3 separate regions of the Ovis aries genome follow, and all the other regions are linked to region 2. Evidence: chromatin contacts called from public Hi-C data. All regions are on one chromosome and are shown on one strand. The core of a region is the stretch at or near the end of the contact, and the rest is flanking DNA. Distances in the headings are between cores, read along the strand shown.

Region 1 (2,700 bases), core at 129-2,628, 160 kb before region 2:
TTCTGGGCTTCCCAGGTGGCACTAGTGGTAAAGAACTCACCTGCCAGTGCAGGAGATGTGGGAGATGTGGGTTCGATCCCTGGGTCGGGAAGATCCCCTAGAGGAGGGCATGGCAACCCACTCCAGTATGCTTGCCTGGAGAATCCCATGGAAAGAGGAGCCTAGTGAGCAATGGTCCATAGGGTTGCAAAGAGTCAGATACGACTCAAGCGACTTGGCACACACACTCGCAGCTTCATTTCAATGGGGGTTTTTCAACCCACTTTTCCATTCGTGAATTTGATAACATTTGTGAAACCCCCACATCATGCCTTGTGTGCCCTTGGGGATGTGGAACTGAAACCAGCATGCAGGCTCTCAAGGAGTTCCTGATCTAGATGTCTCTGTTAGCAGCCAGCCATTTATGCTACTCACAAACTCCAGAGCCTTCAATGGCTCCCCAGCACCCTCAGAATCAAGTCAAAATTCCACTCAAGACACCTTGATCCATCTCTTCATTCTCCCCCTTTTTCTGTTCTTGCCTTTGCTCACTCTGTCCCTTCTATTGGTAACACCTTCCCCTATCTTCTCACAGCTGAATCTTTCTAAGCTCACTCAGCTGCACCCCAAGACCCCGGAGCTTCACTCCTACACTATACACAGAGCCACAGGCATGACTCCCCCATTCAAATAGCCTCATGAGAGCTTGGCAGAGAGCAGGCACTCAGAGCTGTGGCCTGAGGAAGGAGACAGACAGGTACAACTGGGCCTCACTCTTCTCAAGTCTTTGGTGTGGGCACCGGAGTACAGCTTTGCAGCAGAACCTCCAGAGGGCACAGGGAAGAGGAATCAGACGGCTTTAGAGGTGGACTGGGCAGAGGAAAATCTGAACAGTCACCACATGGTGCACCTTTCCTCCCAGGGGTCCAAAGCTAGCTTCCATGGAAACTGGGACAGAATTCTAGTGATGAAGAAACAAACAGGGCAGGGTTCAGGCTTTCTTTCCACAGAGATGACAGTGACCAGAGGCCAGAGGAGGTGAAGAACTGGAACCCTTCCCTCTCTGCCTCTCCAGGATAGCTAACACCTCTCTTCCCCAAGCAGACCTCAGTTTCTCCTTCTGCGTAATGGGCAATCAGCCTTTCCATCTGTGGGGTCCTGAAGCAGTGCCTGGGGTTAGCCTGGGCTAAGGAACTTTGCCTCCTTAGGGAACTGCATCTGGCTTTACAAAGCTCCATCTTCATCTCACAGATGAGTATCTGGGACCTGAGCCCAGTGCTCGTGCTTGTCAGCCACAAGGGACTGGGGAGCATTCCTCTGGCTCTAGGTCAAAGAGGGCTGCAGAGAGCCAGACAGGGAGGATGAGGACACTTCGGGAACGCGCGCGGCAGCGGCCCCTGGTGGCCAGACAAAGAACTGCACCCATGAAACGCAAGAAAGGCTTCCTGGGTTGTAGCTGAGAGGGACACTGTCTGCGCCTAGGGAAACTGGGAGAATGCGGCCCCAACAACAGACTCAGAGTCAGGTCTGGAAGTGACCCAAGAGAGCCGGCCTGAGGTCAGTGGGGAACTGTGGACAAGCCAGGACTAGAACCCAGGTGACTCTGCCCCTTTCCTACCCCGGCTGTCTGGGAAGGCAAAGGCTCCCCTCCCTACATCCCATTTCCATCGCAGCTGTGAAGACTACAGAACACTTCAGTCAGCTTCAACAGCAACTCACTGACTCCTCCCGCTCCCACTGGGGCAGGCACGGGGTCCAGATGACCCGGGGTTACTGGAGCCAGCAGGCTAAGTATGCATAGTTAAAGTGCGCGTGACTGCCCTGGAGGCCCCAGCAGGGCATCTCTCTCCTGGATTTCCCTGCACTCAGAGGGGAGATCCCCAATGCCTCCTGCGCTGCCTGCTGCGAGTTCACCAAGCCACAGACTTGATGCAGAAAATGCGCAGCTCACCATCTGGAGAAGGAGCTTCCTCCACCACATCCCCTTCTCACAACGAAAGTCCATCCGGTTACTGCTTGCATATGTCCACTGTCCAGGAGCTCATCCCCCACTCCAGGGCAACCCCGGCCACTGCTGGGCAAATCGAAGTCAGTAAGCTGAGGCATGTCCCCCTGTAGCTTCCAGTAAGCTGAGGCATGTCCCTCTGTAGCCCCCACCCGCCTGGCTGGGCCTAACTCTGCCCTCTGGACCACACACGAGTCAGCCTGGACTTCCACACCATGGCCTCTTGGACATTATACAGGGTGGGACCCTAGCCTGTGAGGCAGACTCTTGCCACCAGCCCAATGTGGCGGTCTCCTTTCTCTCTGAGCCTCAGGTTCCTCATCTGTGAAATGAGAGGCTTGCATCAGATGGCTTCCAAAGGTCCTTGCCAGGTCTCAATGTCTCCAATTTTGCATCCTCCTCTCCCATCTGTTTTCCAGTTTCTCTAACCACTCTTAACTGCTGGTTCCTTCAGCCCACAGCCTTCGGGCCTGGAAGGAATGACTCCAAAAGGGACCAGCACAAATCCAGCCCTCCCCTCACAGATGTCCTTGCTTTTGGGCAGCGCAACCTGGCCGGAGGCGGTGAGCACTGTGCCCAGGAAAATGTCATGGCTCTGCCTGGGAGGAAACATCACCCCACCCAGCCTGGAGTCCCCGAGGCGCCCAGCTCTACCTGACTCCCTTCCCAAGGAAAACGAGTGCAACAGAATTCCTCCTGCAGGGGCTCTATCTGCA
Region 2 (2,700 bases), core at 43-2,542:
TCTTGTTTAAAAACACATAATAATTTAACATACAAGTTACTTACTTGCTTGTGCCTGTCTCTTTCCACTGTCAGGCCCAGAATGGCAGGGAATTTTATTTTCCATTCCCTGCAGTTTCTCCAGCACCTAAAACAGTGCCTGGCACATAGTAGGCACTCAATAAATACTTCTTGAGATAGAGAACTGGACTAGATGTCAGAAAACCTGGGTCCCAGTCACAGCTTTCCAGCATGACAGTTGTGTGGCCTTTAGCCAGACAAAATGTCTTCAAGCCTTAGTTGTTGTACAGTTGCTAAGTTGTGTCCAACTCTTTGTGACCCCAAGGACTATACCAGGCCAGTCCTCCATGTCCCTTACTATCTCCAGAGTTTGTCCAAGTTCATGTCCATTGAGTCCTTGATGCCATCCAACCATCTCATCCTCTGTTGCCCTCTTCTCCTTCTGTCTTCAATCTTTCCCAGCATCAGGGTCTTTTCCAATGAGTGGGCTGTTCATATCAGCCTTAGTTACGCCGTAAATTGGAGGTGATAGTCTGGGCCCTTCCCCGTGGCCGACAGCATTGCTGTTGAGGATCAAACAGTGAGTCTCAAACTTTAACGTGCTTTAGAATCACCTAGAGGGCTTAAGATACAAGTGACAGGACTCCATATTCGGTTTCCGATTCAGTAGGTCTGGGTAAGATGAGAAAACTTGCATTTGTAAAATGTCGCAGATGGTGGTGCTTCAAGAACCACTGATGAAGAGACACGAAGGTATAGGAGGTGCTTGTAACCCTAACGCCTGTCCCAGACAAGAACGGCACTGATGGCCGGGCAGGACATTGTGGGAAGACAGAGTGGACCCAACTGTACCTTAACTCAGTCAACGACCATTTAGGAGGCGCCACGTTAGTGCCGGGTGCCGAGGGTCAGCGGCGCGTGCCACAGGCCTCTGAGGCTGTGGTCTCAGACCTCGGCCCAATGGTCGGGAGCTCGCAGCGTGAGGAGGGCTGGAGAGGCCGCTCCGACCTCCGTACGGGGCAGGAAGTCTCTGGAGCTGCGAGGAGGACCCCAAGCGGGCGCCGAAAACTCAAAGCCGAACTCGCAAGCTCGGCGGCGGACGCTGCCTGGAGCTTCCCGGAACCCGCGGTCCACCCCCGCCCGGTTCCCCGCCCCCGGTGCGGGCTATTGAGGCGCGCTCTCGCCCCGGGCGCGCGCCGGGCACACAGTAGGCGCGCGCCCCGGCGCTCCGCGCACGGTCGGCACACAGTAGGCGCGCGGGCCGGCGGAAGTGGGCGCCGGCGTGCGGTATCCGGGGGCGGAGCTGGCGCGGCTCGCCCGGCAGACAGACCCGGGCCGCGGGCCGCAATGGGTGAGGGCGGGTTGCCCCCGGCCTTCCAGCTGCTGCTGCGCGCCTGTGATCAGGGCGACACGGAGACTGCGCGGCGGCTGCTGGAGCCGGGGGCTGCGGAACCCGCGGAGCGCGGCTTGGAGCCCGAGGCGGGCGCGGAGCCGGCGGGGCCCGAGGCGGCCGGGCCCGGGGCGGCGGCCGGAGCGCCGGTGCCCGTGGACTGCTCGGACGAGGCGGGCAACACGGCGCTGCAGTTCGCTGCGGCCGGGGGCCACGAGCCGCTGGTGCGCTTCCTGCTGCGACGCGGCGCCTCGGTCAACAGCCGCAACCACTACGGCTGGAGCGCACTCATGCAGGCGGCCAGGTGAGGGGGTCGGGGGTGCCATGGAGCCTGGGTGGTGTCTAATGACCCCCTGGGCGCGGGTGGGCTCAGGCGGTCGAACCTGCCCGGCGGCCTCCAGCAGACGCTCCGGGAGGTTAAGAGTGAAGTACTGATTCGAGAGAGTTGAAACTTTGAGCAGCTAGGGATACGAGCTAGAAGCGGACGCGCTTTTTAATAACGTAAAATTAGAATCCGAAAAGCATCGGCCTTTCAAACACAGAATCTGGAGACAGCAAATAGAATCTTAGCGACTTAGAAGCTCAGTGATGTTCATTGCAGCAAGGGTTTCCCAAAGAACCTACCTACCCACCCTGGCTTGGTGTTGGGGATGCTGCGGTACTCAGATAAAGTCCCCACGGAAGCAGTATGCCAGTGGGCGGGCCAGGCCAAGGAACAGACTTCATGGGGGACAATCTGAGGGAGCTCTTGGAGAGCCGACTTAGTTTCAGGAAGTGAGGGAAGGTTTCAGGTAAGGATGAGGTATATATTGTCGAGACCTAAGGATACCTGGATAGAGGGAGTGAAAGATGGGTGATAGGTGCAAAGGTTTGGGAGCTAAAGTGAAATATGCATTCGTAGGACTGCTAGAACAGTGTTGTGGCTGGAAGGGGTTGGGAGTAGTGGGAGATGAGTCTTCTCTGGAGAGAAAGAGGCAGATGCCTGGTGGCAAGGCTGGGAAAAGTGACAGTTCGTAAGGGCACTGGGGAGTAATGGAGTGTTCTAGGCAGAGCAAGTGACAGAATGAGATTTATGTTTGGAAAGATCACTTTTACTGCAGTTTGAGGATGGCTTGGAGGAGTGAGCTAGAATCAGAACGTCTGGTTAGGAAGGGATTGCAGCAACACAGAAAGAGGTGATGGTGGCCTGGACCAGAGCAGAGATGGCTCTGGGAGAGCAAAGAAATGAGTTTGAGATGTATTCAGGAAATAGGATGAACCAGACTTGAAATTCTGGTATAAAGAAACTCTGGGGGGACTTCCCTGGTGGGC
Region 3 (2,953 bases), core at 317-2,816, 180 kb before region 2:
ATGAAATTTACCATTCACTCACCTCTTCGGTGACACGAAGGAAGGCCCCATCCCCTGAGCCAGTGTCTGTAGCCGGGGAACCGTCCACAGTCTGAACTGTCTCCAGCGTGTCATTCAGGATCTCACCAGACCCTACAGGAAGCAGGTGTTTTTCAATGAATAACTGCACTTTGCAAGTGAAAAAGAATGAGGTTTCTTTTCATCTATGACTTGAAAAGATGTTTGTAATACAGGAATAAGAGGGAAAAAGTGCTGCAGAAAGACAGATGCCGAAAGGCAGTACTGCAAGGTGATTTTAATTACAGGCTCCAGCATCAACTGTAGGGTGAGAACCCAGCGCGGCCGTTTACTAGGAATGTGACCTGTGGCAAGTCATTTAACTTGTGGCTCAGGTGACTTGCCTAAAAAGAAGGGATTGTAATTCCTATCTCATAGGGTCATTTTGAAGAATATGTGTTACAACGATTAATTAAGCTAACATAAGAAAAGCATTGAGGACAGTGCCTGACATACAGTTAGCAATGGATAAATGTTCATTGTTAGTGTGGTTCTATATTTGTAAAAGGAAAAAAATATGTGTATGAGAATACATGCTTTATTATCATTAGATATATCATCATCAATATATAATTAATATATTATTATACATAACATATAAAATATATAGATACATACACATATATGCGTGTGCAGATAAACCACACATACTAGGCTAAACCACAGTACTTAATATTGGTTTCTTCCAGAGGACAGGAGAGGAAACTACCCTTTTTTTGGTTCGTACAACTCTGCATTGATTGAACTGTTACCGCAAGCACATATTTCTTTTGCAATTTAAAAAACAAATGGAGTCCTAAAGCAAAGAAAAAGACATTAAACTAACACAACTGCCTGCCTGTTATGGGCTAGGTCGCAGGCTAACTCGTGCCATGCACTCCTTCCTGGAATCCTCTGGCTGGCCCATCAGTGCTCCCTACAAGGACCTCCCACCGCCTCACAGTCGGTGGGCAGAACCAAGGTAGGAGTCCCACGTTTTCAGTCTCCCCATTGTCACCCCACGGCATGTGTCCTGCTCTGATCTGCATATTAGCACCTTGTGATTATTAGTCCCATTTTGCAGAGGAAGAACAAGGTCCCACACAAGAGGCTGGGAGGGGCCCTGAAGCCAGCCGTTTACACACATGCTGTGCTCAGCCATATCCCGCAGTAAGGACGGTGTCAAAGGGAGGTGCTGAACTATTCGAGGGAACCTGTGCCCATGTGCACTTTAAAAAACTGAGTGTCCTGGAGTCATCAGCCCCTCGCCAGTCACTCTCTCATTCTCCCTACTCTGGCCACCAGAGGGTGCTGTGCAAGCAGCCAGATGGACCCCAGGCCTCTGCTTCCCCACCCCTTGAAGGATGAAGGTGAGGGTGGCTCAAATGTCCTGTGCCGGGATGGTGTCAGCAACCCTTGGAATACAACTCTTGGGAGGCCTTCCCTAGCCAGAGTTGGGGCTCGGGGTCCAGCTCCTTCCTCTACAGATCTCTAGCCAGCTCTGCTGTTTCCGCTTGGCCTCTCCCTGCCACAGAAGGAATCTGGCAGATGCTGGGAACAGGCGAGCTGCGAGGCGAGCTCAGACTGGGTCCCACCTCCTACGCACTCACTTCTCAGTCTAGGAGAGGCCTCGCCTCCCAACCCTGCAGTCTCTGCCCTCTCCTTGCTCCTCTCTCTGAGATCCTAATCACCCCCTGGAGAGCAGCATCCGCAGCTCACAAACCACTTCCATACCTGCAGTGGCAGTATCATGCATCGAATGTAGCGGCAACATTCAACCCTCTCATCTACCCGGGAGGCAGGGGTTGTGAATGCTCCCAGTGGACTGAGGAGGAATTCAAAGCTTGGAAAGGTTGAGTAGCTTGCCCAGACAGCAAATAAGTGGCTGAGCAAGGCTTTCGTCCAAAGTGTCTACTCTCAGCCAGCAGTCTTTCCATAGCTACACCCTGACTCCTTGCTGGTATTGTGACTTTATTAAATTAGTATACAATTTTTTTTATTCAGTACTATATACCTTCTCTCATGAACAGACTTCCCAAGTTTACTTGCTAAAATAACATTCATTTACTGATGAAAGTAAAAGTGTTAGTTGCTCAGGCTTGTCTCACTCTTTGCAACCCCATGGACTATATATAGCCCACCAGCTCCTCTGTCCAGGGGATTCTCCAGGCAAGAATACCAGATTTGTTAGCCATTTCCTTCTCCAGGGGATCTTCCTGACTCAGGGACAGAACCTGGGTCTCCTGCATTGCAGGCAGATTCTTCACCATCTAAGTCATCTTTTTAGACTTATAAAATACAGAAGAAAAAAGAAAATGAAAACCGCCTATAATCATGCCACCCAGAGATAACTACTCACAAGATTTTATTGTATATCATTCTAACACACACACACATACTAACACACACACAGCTCTATGTGGCAATATATAGATATAAGTAACATATACTCAAATTTAGGGTCATAGCACACATATAGTGTTAAAAGCTGCTTTTCCTACGGAGTTCACCACGACCACGTCCCTGGGTAATTAAATCTTCTGTGTAACCAGTTCTAGGGCTGCACGTGTGAATGTGTGTGTGTGGGGGGGGTCTTGTGCCTAAATCTCGGTGCTCTGGTGTTGGTTACAACTTACTTCAATTTGAATGGCTACCCCTCTGATAAAGGGCAGAAAACGCAGGTTGATCTCAGGCTATGGGCACATGTCCAGCTGCTGCTCAGGGGACCTGTCAGATCCTGGACTTCTACCGGGGCTCCTCTGTGTGGCTGAGCAATGGTGAGAGCCTCGGATGGGGAACCAGGAGGCCAGGCTTGCTGATAACCTCCGGGGTGTCTGCCATTCTCTGGCCATCCATTAGTTTCCGCTAAGTGCCAACAGGAGTTTAGATGGCCTGATCCTCTGAGAGTCGGTGAGTT

Evidence for each region. Hi-C and Micro-C count contacts between places; a contact is called where the count stands out from the background.
Region 1: a Hi-C map of muscle shows a contact between it and region 2, with 2.3 times the contacts expected there. The contact joins the enhancer-like site here to the promoter of ANKS6 in region 2. A contact is called at or near these places in 2 of 16 Hi-C or Micro-C datasets (muscle and omental adipose tissue).
Region 3: a Hi-C map of liver shows a contact between it and region 2, with 2.7 times the contacts expected there. The contact joins the enhancer-like site here to the promoter of ANKS6 in region 2. A contact is called at or near these places in 3 of 16 Hi-C or Micro-C datasets (liver, muscle and skin fibroblasts).

Annotation. Positions count from the first base shown.
Region 1 is chr2:48,881,878-48,884,577 of ARS-UI_Ramb_v3.0, forward strand. The region is part of intron 3 of COL15A1 (collagen type XV alpha 1 chain); the gene reads right to left. Among named protein-coding and RNA genes, the nearest start is that of COL15A1, 25 kb to the right of the region's middle. Within about 2 kb of position 1,379, at least 30 of the 54 cell types and tissues checked have an H3K27ac peak or open chromatin away from gene starts, as enhancers often do. A contact at or near this core is called in muscle, where this site is marked.
Region 2 is chr2:49,039,243-49,041,942 of ARS-UI_Ramb_v3.0, forward strand. ANKS6 (ankyrin repeat and sterile alpha motif domain containing 6) reads left to right here and starts at 1,293. Exons shown (of 15, transcript XM_060409274.1): 1 at 1,293-1,693. The coding sequence starts at 1,347. It overlaps LOC114112967 (a long non-coding RNA gene), which reads right to left and starts at 1,117. Exons shown (of 2, transcript XR_009599195.1): 1 at 45-1,117.
Region 3 is chr2:48,862,230-48,865,182 of ARS-UI_Ramb_v3.0, forward strand. COL15A1 (collagen type XV alpha 1 chain) reads right to left here. Exons shown (of 42, transcript XM_060409273.1): 8 at 23-132. Among named protein-coding and RNA genes, the nearest start is that of COL15A1, 45 kb to the right of the region's middle. Within about 2 kb of position 1,567, at least 3 of the 54 cell types and tissues checked have an H3K27ac peak or open chromatin away from gene starts, as enhancers often do.